Linked DNA regions of Mus musculus: region 1 is linked to region 2. The links are chromatin contacts, called in public Micro-C maps. All regions are on one chromosome and are shown on one strand. Each heading gives the region's core, a stretch centred on a gene start, on an enhancer-like site or on the middle of the called end of the contact. The rest is flanking DNA. Distances are from core to core; before and after follow the strand shown.

What was found. Hi-C and Micro-C count contacts between places; a contact is called where the count stands out from the background.
Region 1: a Micro-C map of embryonic stem cells shows a contact between it and region 2, with 11 times the contacts expected there. The contact joins the promoter of Sp9 here to the promoter of Gad1 in region 2. A contact is called at or near these places in 1 of 39 promoter capture datasets (embryonic stem cells), 4 of 484 Hi-C or Micro-C datasets (cerebellum and embryonic stem cells) and 1 of 115 datasets of contacts at active chromatin or transcription factors (embryonic stem cells).

The regions. Positions count from the first base shown.
Region 1 is chr2:73,269,917-73,274,081 of GRCm38.p6, reverse strand. It overlaps Sp9 (trans-acting transcription factor 9), which reads right to left and starts at 2,156. Exons shown (of 2, transcript NM_001005343.2): 1 at 1,991-2,156; 2 at 1-957. The coding sequence starts at 2,011.
Region 2 is chr2:70,559,008-70,563,835 of GRCm38.p6, reverse strand. Gad1 (glutamate decarboxylase 1) reads right to left here and starts at 1,707. Exons shown (of 17, transcript NM_008077.5): 1 at 1,504-1,707; 2 at 1-68. The coding sequence starts at 4. It overlaps Gad1os (glutamate decarboxylase 1, opposite strand), which reads left to right and starts at 479. Exons shown (of 3, transcript NR_040496.1): 1 at 479-577.

The DNA of each region.
Region 1 (4,165 bases), core at 907-3,406, 2.7 Mb before region 2:
TAGGCTCGCCCCGGCCGGACCCAGCCGCTCGGCCTCCTGGCAGTTGGGGCAGTCGCAGGTGGCGCGGCCCGAGTAGCGACGGGCGGAGCGCGCCGAGCTGCCCCCGGCGGCGGCCGCCGCTGCGCCCGAAATCATAGCGCTGGCGGCCGCCGCGGCCACCGCTGCGCTGGAGTCCGAGTAAGAGGGCAGCACCGGCTTGAAGCCGTCCTGGGCCAGCAGGTGCTGGCTGGTGGAGAGCAGGTGCGAAGCGGCGGCGGCCGACGAGCCGAGGCCGGTGGAGCTGAAGGCCGAGTGCGTGAGCGAGCTGAAGTCGGGGTTGTAGGTGCCCAGCTGAGAGTGCAGCGAGGCCTGGGGGGCGCCCGAGTGCAGCGAGCTCTGCAGCCCCCCGGCGGGGTTCTGCACCTCCAGCCAGGACCCAGGGCTGCTGTGCACGTCCCACCACGATGACGCCGCGCCGTTGGTCACCTCGCCCGCCGCTAGGGTCGAGTGGAAGCCCGACTTGTACCACGACTCGTACGGGTGCGCCATGCCCACGCGCGGGTACAGACCGTCGGCCGCCGTCGTGTGCACCTTGGAGATGAAGGCCGACTGGCCGCCCGCCTCCTGCGGGGACACGCCGGCCGCCGCGGCCGCCGCCGCCGCCGAGTTGGAGAAAAGGCCGCCATAGTCGCTGCTGAAGGCGGACGACGTGGGGGACGTGGAGGCCAGGCAGAAGGCGCTGTTGGCGGCTCCCGAGCCACCCGCCAGGCTGCCCGAGCCGCGGCCGCCCGTGGCCACAGCGAAGCCGGAGAGACTGGAGCCGAGGTTGCAGCTGGACGAGGAGCGCTTCCAGGGGTGGAAGCCGCCTTTGGCGAAGGCGCTGGACTCGGGCAGGGTCGTCAGGGGGCTCGTGTTGCCGATCTTGTTGCAGGTCGCCGCCAGCATGGCCAACGGGGTCGTTCCGAAGCGTGGCTCTTCCTAGAGTGGGTGGGGTGAAGGAGGGAGCGAGGAGGAGGAGGAGGAGGGCAGGGAGAAGTGGGGGAAGACACAAAGTGCACCGGTGAGCAGCCTCGTTCCCCCCGCGCAGATCCCGGAGGGCCCTGGCACCCCGGCTCGCGCCTCCTCCCCGCACGCTGGCGGGGGACGCGCCGCGCCCCGCGCAGGACAGAGGCGACCACGAGCGAGTAGGAAAGTTGTTCCTCAGTGAGACTATAGATCAGAAATGCCTCGGTTTTCGCCACTTCGTTCGCTGCCACCCTTGTCTAGAATCAGACTTGGGTTGACGCCATAAGCCCGCTCATCTCCCAGAAGCTCCCAAGTCGCCCTTCCGGGTGTAGCACGAAGGTAAACACACACAAGAAATAACGGGTGAGGGCGGGGGGTGGTGGCCAAAACAGCCACCCAGTGCTGGAAGAAACTCTTAGAACATTCCTCGAATGAGTGGCTACGACTTGGCTATTTTCTTTTATAGTTCAGAAACGTAGTTTTGATATTTACACAACGCACACGATTACAAAAAGAATCCAAGTATAAGCGGCTTTCAAAGTCAAGGGCAAACTGGGGAGCCACGCTAATGTAAGTGTTTATTAATGTAACTTCGTGGCCTGCAAAACAAGACTTTCCAGAAAACACTGTAATGTAATGCAACAACCCCCAAACCAAGTGGCGGGGGGTGGGGTTGGGAGTGGGGGAGTGATGTTAAAATCAAGAAGGGAAGAAAAGAAACATTCGGCTTTGCCTCAAAAACCAGTTAAAAGGGAACTTGCTTAAGACATTCTTTTCTTGCAAAGGCAAAAGGTCCCAGGTTCCAATAACTTGAAAAGATCGGTTCCAGAAATGTAGAAAATGCTAAAAGGAAACCAGAGCTGTGGTATAGCAACAGTTTCTTGAGAGATTCTGGCCCAGAGAAGCCATAAGAAAACAAAACAAAAACAAAAAACCACCACCAACAACACAAAAACAAAACAAACAAAAATGAGCAAAGCCTTTGCAGCGAGTCTTTTTCACTTACCCCAAGTATAGACGTGGCCATAGCAGGTTTTGGGCTGCGCGGCGAGGCCCGGAGCGGTGTTAAGCCTGGCGGCTGCTGGGAATCACGATTCAGGTCCCGCGCGGCTCCCGCGTCCCGCGCTCGCGCCGAGCGGACTCTGGGCTCCCGCCGGCAAAACTCAGCCTAAGTGCGAGGAGCACCCGCTTTGAAGTGCCGCTGGCTGCGCCTCTCGCCCAATGAGGGCGCAGGCAGAGCAGACGGGAGCTGCCCCGCAGCCAATCAGACGCTCCGAGGGGCCCGAGCCCGGGCTCCTGGCGCGTGCCAGTCAAGTCTGCGGGCGTGGGTGGGAGGGGGGCGGGCTAGGGACAGAAGAAATTACAGTGCAATTAAAAATTTACACACACTCACGTACCAAGCCAGGTTTAAGTACTGTTGAGACCAAGCCGCAGGCCCCCACCACTCCCACCACCCTGGCCACCTTGCTACGTAGGGCTGACAGTCTTCACTCTCCACTTGTGGGAAAGAAGCAGGAGAGGGACACCCCGGCCTAGGGCACAAGCAGAAATGGTCTGCGTTCACTTTGTGTGTACACGTTGTTGCTGCGAAGAACTTGAACTTGTAGCCATCACTCTTGCGATGGATTTATCCTTGTCGTGGTCGTTTTCCCAGATTCCTGCTCCCACCGTACTCTTTTTATACTCAGAGTCCTATTGAGCAGAGGGCGCAAAGGACAGCTGGGCCTCTCCAGGCAGGTCTACACCCACAGACTTGTTAGGAGAGCCCAGAGCCTGCTGCATCCCGCCATTTCCCTCCAGCGGTCTAAGTGACTTCCTAATTGTCGCTCTGGCCTCTGACCCAGGGGGTAATACAAGTGCCTATCACACCAGAAGCTCCTGGTGGTAATTGAGGGCACCCTTTGTATGGCTTCGCCAGCGCCTAGATACCAGGTTAACCCAGTTGTCAAATATGACTAAACAGTGGGACGTGCTGATTATCTGCCAGGTTTTTCTGGGGGCTGGCGTGGGGGTGGGAAGCATCAGCCCATACAACACTCTGCACGAAGCCGCTTATTTTCACATTGTAACAACTTTGGAAACGGAGACCGGCGCGAGCGGCGTCCGCCCCCCCACCGCCACCCCCGCCGAAGCTGCAGCTTGCACCGCTGTTTGTTTAACCCGGTGGAGATTTGCATGTCGGATTTCAGGTTGAAGTCGAGTTTTAGGGGATGTTTATAGAGTCATTTTTCTTGCTTCAGATTCAAACTATCTCCACTGCAGACTGCTAGGGCCTAGAAACTCCGTCTTCAGGGCCAAGGGACTCCAAAGGAAGGCTCATCTTCATCAGGCACCCTGCTGACACAGCCTTTGGAGGACCTCTCCGGAGCCTTCACCGAGAGAGTCTGCGAAAGCCAGGCCACACGTGGGCGCCTCCGCCTTCTGCAAGCTGGAAGCATCTTCAAAGCCTCTCTGGACCTTGGTGTAAAAAGAGGTGTCCTCACGCATCGCAAGGCGCCGCCGCTGGAGGGTTTCCTGTTTCTGGGCATTACTTTTGTCTTTTCCAGGGTAGCCAGAGGCAGCTTTTGAACTAGAAATACCAGCGCCCTCAGGCAGGTCTGGATACTTAAACGTGTAAGCACGTCCCCCCTCCAAACCACATCCTGCTTTTTAAAATAATAACTCCCAACCCTAAATGATCGGGTGCAAAAGACAATTTGTCGGGGGAACGACAAGTCAGGAGGATGTGAAGTTGTTTTTCCAGGTTGAGTTCATTTGCAAGATCTCTAGGCCCAAAAGTAAGTCCACCGCAAGACTTCTCTCTCACCTTAAGGTGGAAGACCAGGCCTGCACGCACCGGCTCTTCGTGAATGGGGAGAGCTTATGTGGACGTCGCCTTTCCCTAGACTATTTTTGCTCAGAATGCCTTTAAAAGAAAACTTTAAGGTGACAAAAGAAAAGGAGGAAAATGATGGCGGAAAAGGAGAAAAGAGAGGGATGAGCTGATCAGCTAGGAAGGAAGCTCTGCGTCCTAGGTGACTGAGATAAAAATCTAAGGGGGGGGGGGGCGTAAAGAAAGACAACGCGGTGGAAGGGGGCGGGTTACCAGGCTGCAGGACCAAGCCAGAAAGCCCAGCAGGGGGGACCCAGGAGCTGTTCCCAACAGGTGATTTCTGCCCTGGAAGGGGAGGCTGGCCCTCGG
Region 2 (4,828 bases), core at 458-2,957:
CCATCAGCTCGGTGGTCTTGGGGTCTCTACGGTTCAAGGGTCCCCCGCAGACTGGGCGCAGGAACAGGCTGCAAACAGAAGGGAGAGCTGTGCCGGGAGAGCTTCTAGGTCCTGCGGCCCGGGGCACCGAAGTCTCGGAGACAGAAGGGAGACCAAGGGCAGCGAGCTGGCTGGGTCCTGGTGCGCGGTCGGTGGGAGGGGGTGGGGAGGCGCTCGCTAGCTCTGGGACTGGGGCGCAAGCACAGTAGCCCCGGGCGACTCTCAAGTCTAGAGGCGCAACGGGGTGCTCCGAGTGAGGCTCACAGCTAAGGGGCGCCGGAGGCGGGTGCAGGACGCGAGGGATGGGGTGAGGATAGGGCCAGGAGCACTAGGGAGCACTCATCGAGCAAATTCCAGCCCAGCCGAGACAAGCCCCATTGGGCTCCCAGCAGCCTGGTGAACGGGCAGAAGAGGAGGGGGGAGGGCGTGCGGGGCGGGCACGTCTGGTTCGGTGTCTGGCTCCCGTTGTTGTGTCTGGCCAATTCCTTGGAAAGAAGGAGGCTCACAGCGCCGGGGACAGGGACTTTGGTGAGACAAGGTGAGAAGAAATAGGTCCTCCGCCCCTCAGGACTTGACCCGCTAAGAATCAGTCACCTTGCACTCCAGACAGCCAAAAGGCAGCGTGTCGAAGCCTTGCTGATCAGTTTCTTGTCCCACCTCGTTTCTAGCTTTCTCAACCCTAGAGCGAGGCTCCGTCCCAGATTCACTGTTTCTACTCTACCTAGTCCCCAGAGTTCGTTTCACTGAGCCAGAGAAGGTGGCAGAGGGTAAAAAGGAGACCGTCACCCGGTGGCGAATTTGCGCCTAGGGCGCAAGAGACCTCGGATAGAAGAGTGCGCGGTTCCCCTATTTGGTGTTTGTTCGTGGACAGAGTGAGGGAGAGAGGGCGAGAGAAGAGGAAGAGATGGGGAGAAGGAGCGGGCGAAAGAATGAGAGGAGAGGGAGGAGAACGGTAATCTGGGTAAATCTAAGACCCCGCAGAGCGCAGCCCACCAGCCGCCTTTTGCGTGTCGTCCCTCGGGCCGAGCATCTGTCCCCCCCCCCCCCCGCAACCTCCGCGCGCTCTCGCAGCTCCGCGGGCGGCGGTGGGACGCGGGTGCTGGGGAAGTAACAGGTTATCGCTCCTCGCACCTTCTGCCGCTGCTACCCAGGCGCGTATCCGACAGCCGTGAGCTCCGATCCCCCAAGCGCAGGCAAAAAATGGCTCTGGGGTCACTTCAGCCCTTATGTGTCCTCCCGAATGAAATTGATAAGGGTTTCAAGAGCGAGGAGGGTAGGGGATGGGTGCGCCAAACCACAGCTGCGACAGGACTGGCGGGAAGCACTCGGCTGTGGAAGGTGGGCGACAGGCGCGTGCTGGTGGGGTGAGGCAAAGGGCTGGACAAGAAGCCGCAGGCTGAGGGCACCGGGTTGAATAACCGAGGCGGGGCTCTGGCAAGTCCGGGCGATCCGGTATTTACCCACCTCGGTTCAGCGACAGCGAGCTGGACCCTCCCGCGACTCCTCTGCGAAGCGTCCCGGGGCTGGGCTGGGCTCGGCTCTGTCACAGGAGTACGTGCTGGGTGTCACCCCAGGGCTGCTTCCTTGCTTGCACGATCCCTGGTCCGGCACGGGAGAGCCTGAAGAAGGGAGAGATCCGGAGAGGCGGCCGCTGGGCTTGGGGGAGGCGGGGGCGGAGTGGGGAGGCGGGGACCCGCTCGGCGGGGGGAATCACGAGGCCGTTGCTCGCGGGGGCAGCTCGTCCGCGGAGCGCTGGGGCTCCTTTGCAGGTGTCTGACTGCCTCTGGAGCTTTGTAGGGCGATTATAAATCCAGCTCACGGGTTTGCGACCAGAAAGGAGGGTGTGTGTGACAAAGTCCTATGAGTAATCCAGAATGCACTCAGCACGCTCTGTTTTTTGTTTGTTTGTTTGTTTTTTGTTTTTAAATTATTTTTGAGATAGGCGATGTTGGGTGAGGGCAAGGGAAAATATAATTCCTACGAAGAATTTTGTCTCACTGGGTGATTCTTCCTTCCCCTCTTCCTAGCCCTCCATCCCGTATCTTGGAGAAGACTAGAATATTTGCTTTGCCTTGATCAATCTCCTGTGGTTGTCCTGGATTGGCGATTCCAGAAGGTTTTCTCTGGGTGGTGTCCTAGGGAGCGCTCTACTGAGCCAGTATGGCTGTACAGGCAAAGCGGAGATGAGGGGACCACCCAGACAGACCCTGGAGTTTCTGCACTCCCGTTTCTTCTTCCAGTCCATCTCCACACTACCTCGTTCGAACACAGCTACCTGGCACCACAAGAGGCAAGGGGTCTATTTCCCTTTCTCTGAGCCCTCTCCCTGGAGAGGGGTAAAAGAAATCTTCGTAATTGATCATGTCTGAAGGTTAATAACACGCACGAGTGCCGCTCCACACGCCTGGGGCAGCAGAGCATGGAGGGTGGCTCCGGGAAGCCAGGACGGCACTCCGTGTCTTGGCCCGCTCTCCTCGCTTCTTTTCAGTTTCACGCTGTTCAATGATTCTCTCTTGGCAATATTTAAGCACATTACTGAGCGGGGTGAAGTCCCCCACCATAAAAAGGCGGTATTGGAAAAAATTTCCACCAGAGGGCGCCAAACACACAGAGACCCCGTGCTGGCGGCCTTTTCCCTGGTGCGCCCTAGACAACACCTGGAGATGCCCGAAAGGCTCTGTAACGGCCGGCCTCTTCTAGCCTTCTCGCCGCTACCTCCTGGCTTTCTTTTTCCTCTCCCTCCGTTTCTCATCCTTTAGGGGCAAAACAAACTGGATTTTTGGGCCTGTCTGAGTGATGGGGAGTACTCTATGATCGCTTTACTCGTTTTCATAGAGATTTCCCTCATATTGTGGAGCAGCAGACCGGTTTATTCATGTGCACCTCTGGGTCTTCGATGGTTTATCCCAGGCCTGTCTCTTTTTTTGTGACCATCTTAGCGACTTTCATCACCACTCAACGGAAACATCAAAAACAAATAGTATAAATCACCGAAATTTTCGTGAGGGAGCTGGAAGCCTCAGGGCTGGGAGGATACGGTCTGATCAACAAAAGGGATTGAAGTAACTAAGCTGCTCCTTGCGACCAAAGAGAACATTGCTGTTTTCTCTGGGCCTCACATAAAAGCCCCCGCACATTTTAAAAACAAAAAGCACCCGAAGGGTGGGCTGAGCTGAGTTGGAACAGAAGTTCCCCTGCGATCCTGTTAGGTATGTATGTGTGTGTGTGTGTGTGTGTGTGTGTGTGTTTCACGAAGGAAATGGCCCCTCAAACCACGCACCTCAGAGCTTTTCAGAATATCTTGAAACTGTTTACGAGGAGGTAAACTCGGAGTTTCTTCCACGCCCCCTTTCCTGGCCTTCGTTAAAAGATATAGTGACATCAGTCAGGAATCTGGGTGTCACTGACTAATGTCAATCACTCAAGACTCGCTGGTCAGGAGGGAGGAAGCATAAATCCTCCCGACCCTAAGTACCCACAATTCTGCCTAGGTGCGGCCTTCCTCTGTCTCCTTAATCTTCCTCCAAGACTCTGTAAAGACGCTTCACCTGTGGCACTAGATGGAGAAATTTTCAACCATGTCTTTCTTTGACAACGGAATTAAAAGCTCTCAATCCTAGGGCTTTAGCAAAATCCACGTGGAAAAGAAAAGAATATTCTACAATAGTAGATATCACAAGTCAAACCAGGCTGGGTCTCTCTATCTATCTATCTATCTATCTATCTCTCTCTCTCTCTCTCCCTCCCTCCCTCCCCCCTCCTTTCTTCCTCTCCTCTCTCCTTTATGACGGGAAGGAAAAGAATGAAGGCTTCTATTTGTCCTTAATTTGAAAGCGTATGAATAGTAGTAACCAATTGAACGATATTAGTGACCATTTGATTTATATTATCTTTGCATTCATGAAGATGACATTCCGGTGAGCCAGAAGAAAGGTAGACTGAGGGACTCATGACTGGATTAATCTCTGATTATCTGCTATTCCAACTCAAGACTCTTGGGCTCAGCGGGATATTGAAAACCGAGGGCCTAGAAATCTACTCAGTTCCGGTACATCGAGTTTTGCGTCAAAGAGAAGACTTCAGCACCGAGGACAGCGCCTGTCGTTAGGGGCTTTCCAGGGTGTTCACTGCAGGTGCGGGGCCAACCTCCTGCCTCGCCCCAGGCTGGGCCCCACCTTCTTTTCTCTTTGCAATAAGAACTGTTTATTTTTGCCTGATGGGGATTGTAGGGTGAAGCGTCTCGCCCACTCCTTTCTTCCCCTCCTAAGAATTTGGACGGACGACAACTGTCCTTGGCATTTGGATATTTGGCTCTTCAGAAACAGTATTTGGAACCTATTTTTTATTTGGGGTTTTCATTCTTTTTAATCTTTATACTCCCAGAAAGGGGATGCTTAGGAGAATGGGGGTGGCAAAAAGACATCCTCTCCAGGGACTCGAACCGGTGGTGAGGGGTGGCCCGGAAAGGTGTGGTGTCCGGCCAGCTGTTTCGTTTGTATTTTGATTTAAGAATTAACGCTTTGAAGACATGGGAAAACAAAGCTCTAAGGCACAAATGGGCGGAGAAATACCCACGGCTGTGTTCTTTCTCCCTCCTCCGGGGCGTTGGGGGTGGCCCGCCGCTTGCTCTCTTATTCTGTCTACCAAGGACAAAGTTCCCTAGGTCAACAGTAACAAAGAGGGACAAACATACTACGTCCACTGTGCCCTTTTCCTGGGACATTTCAAAATACTTAGAACGTGTTCGGGGGGGCCCTGGGTTTTTTGAAAAAGAAAAAAAAATCTGGTG